Regions from separate parts of the Mus musculus genome. Here region 2 is linked to region 1. The links are chromatin contacts, called in public HiChIP or PLAC-seq maps. All regions are on one chromosome and are shown on one strand. The core of a region is the stretch at or near the end of the contact, and the rest is flanking DNA. Distances in the headings are between cores, read along the strand shown. Region 1 overlaps Pawr (PRKC, apoptosis, WT1, regulator). Region 2 overlaps Syt1 (synaptotagmin I).

Region 1 (2,561 bases), core at 26-2,525:
AGGGAACTGGAGACTCGAGGGTGGGGGAGTAGCCTTCTGTGAGTGACCAACTCTGACACCTGGTGAGGTCCCTATTATAGCCAAATTGTAGTCCAAGCAAATTAAGCTTATCCCCAACTAGCTTACAAGTAAACAAGACTACGGTTATTATTTGGCTTAATCATTACGGGGGGCAGGGCACCCCTAATATAATCTTTTAACGGCAGGCCTGGCTACCTCCCCAGCAGCACTGTGCCCCTGATACTTTCTGTCTCTCCTGGCCATGTATGTGCTCATGGTCCATCTCCCCTCATGGCAGTGGCTTCTCCATTTTCCTTCTTCCTCTTTCTGTGGTCTGTTCTCCACCAGGTCACTCCAAACCCACCCACCTCTAAGCCCTCCAGTATTTGGCTATAGCCAATTTTATTTAACCAATAGTTTTAAATCCTGTAGCAAGGTTTGCACAACAAAAGCTTGTAAACAGAAGTCCCTCCTCCTAGAATTTAGCATCATAATCCGTAGCACTAGACCAAACCTCTACAGGTCCCAGCCTATGCTACCACTGAGGGCCATGTCTGGGTCTGTGGTTATGCAGTAGCCAGGGTCAGTGTTGATGTCTGTGACTCACATTACCACTAGAGAACTTGGAACATCCCTGGTCAGGGCAACCGCTAAGGGTCCACATGGATGCCCAGGGGCTGTGTAGAATTGGTCCTGCACCTCACTCCAGGGTTGGGGCGGGCGTCACATTTATAGTGTACCCTATATGAGACATGATTCCATCCCAGGTCTCCATCTTGTCTCTCACTGAGTTCCTGCCCTGTCCTCTGTCACTCTAGCTGAGGTGTTGCGATTTCCCTGTGGGGAGGACAGTGCTAGCCATCTCTGTTCAATGATCTTCCTTCCATTTCCAACACATTCTTTGAAGCTTGTTCTTTGAGCGAATGAAACCACTAAGAGACATCCGTATTTTAGTGTTTTGTTTATCATTTCTACCTGATGTCTGTGGTCCCTACAGAGAATGTGGACTTTTAAAGTGTCTAAAGGACACTGCTTTTCTGTCTTGGGACGAGACTTGGGACTACAGCACCGCCTTGGCTTTCTTCCTGTTTCGGCGTTCTTTGTCCTTCCTTCTTTGTATTCACATTGATTAATAATCTACTCTCTTAGAATTTATTTACTTTCTCTTTTATCTCTTGTGCTAGGAAAAAGTAGCCAGCAACTGTTAGATGTTAGATACCCAAGAAGCACGCCCAGCTCAGCATGTTCAGAAGTGAGTGTTTAAACCGTACCCGTCGGTAGTAAACATGCATGTTTACTCTTGCTGAAGCAAGAGCCTTGGACACTGTGAACCAGGGCCTCGGGCTACAACTGCTTCATTATTCATTTTTCATCTCATCATCTCACCTGGCTCTGCAACCCTTACTGAGCTGAACTGAAGTCTGTTCACTGAACCACCACCACCATATCCTCCTTGGATAACTCCAGCAGCCTGACCTAACTGCGGGCTACTGTGCTTGCTATCTCTGCGGGTCTATAGTGTGTTCTGTAAAAGGAATTCTATCCCATCTCCTGCTTTAATGGCTTCCCATTTCCCTTACTTGTTTTAGATGCTAGGCATGGAACTTAGGGCCGTACGGGGGGGGGGGAGGGGGCCCGCAAAGGCTCTACCTGCTACACTAAATTCCCAGCTCCTGTTAACTTAAGTTAGCTTTAGGTTTCCCCCCCGCCCCCCAATCTAGAAAGGGTTTCTCTCTGTAGCCCTGACTGTCATGAACCTTGCTCTGTAAACCAGGCTGGCCTCTTCTAATTCACAGAGATCCACCTGCCCCTCCTCCTGGGTGTTAGGATTAAGAGTTTGTGCCACCAGTTGCCCGGCTTCCTGTTAGCTTTACTTGACTCTAAGCTGTGATTTCCCAAGTGAAGGTTGTGTATAAGAGGATCTGTCAGGGTGCAGGTGTTTATTATTACAATCTCCCATTTACTTTCAATAAATTTGCTTCTTTGTTTGTTTGTGTATGCCTTTGCGATGTTGTTTCACTATGCTGATTAGACTGGCTTCAAACTCCAGGGCCCAAGTTGGTTCTCCTATCTCAACCTCCTGGAGGAGCTGGGATTACAAGCGCCCGTCCCCATCTTAGTTATATTTACCTTTTGGTCTGCAGGTGGGGGTGGGGAACAGACACGGCTGTTGAACAGCCAGCCCTGTGTGTGCTCATTTACGCATTCCTTCTCGAACGCCTTGTCCAGTGGTCACTTGACACTGAAGGTGTCCAGAAAGCAATATTCTTGGTTCACTTTGTTCCTGCCTCACAGCACTGAAGTTAAGACTGTTTAGTAGGTTTATAAATTATCTAGTTTAACTAAGGACCACAAAATAGGGAAAGTCCAAAGTTAGGAACTTTACGGGGAAACACGACCAAGTTCGGAAGTGCAAAAATGACCACGTGGCTGTTCATCAGGTAAGATACCCAACGTGAAATCTGTTCTCCTAAGCTAAACATGATTTTGAGATCTTAAGTAAGCTTCCTAGACATCTTCCAGATCTTACATCTCTGTGATAGTCATTAAAGCAAATATAC
Region 2 (2,561 bases), core at 22-2,521, 130 kb after region 1:
TCTTGTTTTCCCAGTCAGCCTGTACTGCTGACCCTCCTCATAACCTTCCTCAAGACCCTTCTGAAGCCATATCAGTTGATGTACGAGAGGGCTCCTTCTGTCCTCTGCAGTAAGACTTAGGAACAGCCTCACAGCTCATTCCTTTGCTTGTTTGGCTTTCGTGTTCGTGCAATTTCGGGGTTTGGAATAGTTGCGGGGCTCATGGAGGGCGGGGGACCTCAGGCTTGTTCTGCCTTTTGGCTTTAGAATGCCAAACTGCAGGTCAGGATGGCTGGATGGCTCCCGTGAGCAGGGCTCAGGAAGGGTGCTCAATCCCTGGCTGCTACTGCCACCTCCTGTTGAAAATGGCTCATCTTGAACTGTCTTTCTGTACCTATGCTTTGAACTCAAGTATCCTAGGCCAGGCTCAAAGGATGTCAGCCAGGAGAATATTCCCATGTCTTAAGAGTTTCTGGAATCAACGACTATTCGAAGGCAGTGTGAACTGGACCGAGGCTCAGATACCATTGTTTGTAGGGGAAGGGGCCAGTAGGAGGAGGTCACGATCACGTAGTTATGTGGCTGGGGGAGGAAAAGAAGAACATAACATGTGTCCACGCATCCACTTGGAGACTGCTAAACAGAGAGCAAGCACTTCTGCTCTGAGTGTAAGAATCGTAGACAATCAGGTCTTCTCACATTAGGGAGAGGCACTGGAGGAGCTTGCATCTACTTTGAATATAAATAAATAAATAAATAAATAAAACAACTGTGCTGTCGATAGAGAGAAGCTACCAGACGTGAGGTCTACTGTCTCGATGGCAGTGTTCTGCAAAGACGATAGACTCTCCTCAGGCTCACGTTTCCAATTCTGAGAGTGTGGGTGGGGAGCCATCTTGCTATGTCAAATGAGGGTCAGTAGCGTAAAACTCAAGTTTCCTGTCTCTTTCCAGCTTCTCAGGCCTCTGGACTGGTCTGGAAGTGGGACACAGCGTAGTGAGACTGCCACTTGGTGCTGAAGAGCCACAGTGGGGAAGGGGGGCGTTGTGTCCCATCTCTTCCATTGAACCCCCTCTGTGTTTGGTGATTTTTTTTCCTCAAAACCATCAGAGTTGTCCTTTTTTTTTTTTTTAAATGAATGTATTTTCCTCTTAAGATAACTCCTGATGTTAAATTTAACTTTGTTTCTCTATTAGTGGGGGAAGTACACGGAAAGTAGTGAGCCACAAGTCCGAATCACCTCAAGGGGAATTCCAGAGATAAATCCAGAGAAAACAGTGAGTCATGGCCAAGTTACAGAAGAATACAAATCACCTGACTGCTTGTCAGGGCCTGTGGAAAGCCCCACTGCAGGTCAGTTCAGCTAACAGTCACCCGTTGTTCCCTATGAAGAAGGTATTATCATCCTTTTTTCAGCAGCTGGGGACACTAAGTCTCAGGGCCAGCAACTCATCCCTCAAGGTCAGCGGTTCTCAACCTTCTTAACGCTGCAGCCCTTTAATACAGTTCCTTATGTTCCTTACATGGTGACCCCCAACCATAGAAGCATGTTTGTGGCTGCTTCGTAACTGCAGTTTTGCTACTGTTATGAACTGTGATGTTAATATCTGTGTTTTCTGGCTATCTAAGGCAACCATCACAAAAAGTGTTTGGCTTCTCCAAAGGGGTCGTGACCCACAGTGTTCTAGGTGTTTCTGACTTCCACAGCCATGCACATATACCTCTGTACCATAATACATGGCAGAGTCACAAAGATAAAAGTGTTCTACATGCACCTACACATGCCTACATGCACCTACATGTGCAGGCCACTCTCCAGCACTTTAACAGGCTAGTATGCATTCTTCTTTACCCATCTTTAGAGTCCCCTCACTGTCGAGTTCGTGGTAGGCAGGCATCTTCTAGAGGAGGGCAGGGAGAACTGGAGTTTTAAGTATGATTCTGACTCTGAAGCCAATGCAAACTCATGAAAACGATGAAACCAAACTTGGTGAGATTTACCCGGACACTGAGTCTTTTCAACATGTCTGTTTCTTCCATCATGGGGACAGGGCATGAGAAAGACTGTGCGTGACCACAGCACCAGAATGGGTTCTCATATTATCACGTTGGTCCTAGGAAAACCCTTTAGATGCAAGTTCCATCTCATTTCAGCTGCTGCCAAATCGGCCAAGCATGGACAGTGCCTTTGGATGCTTCAAGAATGCACAGGGCATTCTAAGTTTCTGGGCTAATATCCACTTATCAGTGAGTGCATATCATGTGCGTTCTTTTGTGATTGGGTTACCTCACTCAGGATATCCTCCAATCCATCCATTTTCCTAAGAATTTCATAAATTCATTGTTTTGAATAGCTGAGTAGTACTCCATTGTGTAAATGTACCACATTTTCTGTATCCATTCCTCTGTTGAGGGACATCTGGGTTCTCTCCAGCTTCTGGCTATTATAAATAAGGCTGCTATGAACATAGAGGAGCACATGTCCTTATTACATGTTGGAGCATCTTCTGGGTGTATGCCCAGGAGTGGTATTGCTGGGTCCTCAGGTAGTACTATGTCCAGTTTGCAAAACACATGAAACT

The links. HiChIP or PLAC-seq counts read pairs in DNA pulled down with a chosen protein or histone mark.
Region 2: a contact with region 1 is called in an H3K27ac HiChIP or PLAC-seq map of extraembryonic endoderm stem cells. The contact joins two enhancer-like sites. A contact is called at or near these places in 2 of 484 Hi-C or Micro-C datasets (the HL-1 cell line and embryonic stem cells) and 3 of 115 datasets of contacts at active chromatin or transcription factors (embryonic stem cells, epiblast stem cells and extraembryonic endoderm stem cells).

The regions. Positions count from the first base shown.
Region 1 is chr10:108,403,081-108,405,641 of GRCm38.p6, forward strand. All of the region lies in intron 4 of Pawr (PRKC, apoptosis, WT1, regulator), which reads left to right. Among named protein-coding and RNA genes, the nearest start is that of Gm36283, 13 kb to the right of the region's middle. Within about 2 kb of position 1,276, at least 26 of the 459 cell types and tissues checked have an H3K27ac peak or open chromatin away from gene starts, as enhancers often do. A contact at or near this core is called in extraembryonic endoderm stem cells, where this site is marked.
Region 2 is chr10:108,537,505-108,540,065 of GRCm38.p6, forward strand. The region is part of intron 9 of Syt1 (synaptotagmin I); the gene reads right to left. Among named protein-coding and RNA genes, the nearest start is that of Gm36601, 83 kb to the left of the region's middle. Within about 2 kb of position 1,272, at least 65 of the 459 cell types and tissues checked have an H3K27ac peak or open chromatin away from gene starts, as enhancers often do. A contact at or near this core is called in extraembryonic endoderm stem cells, where this site is marked.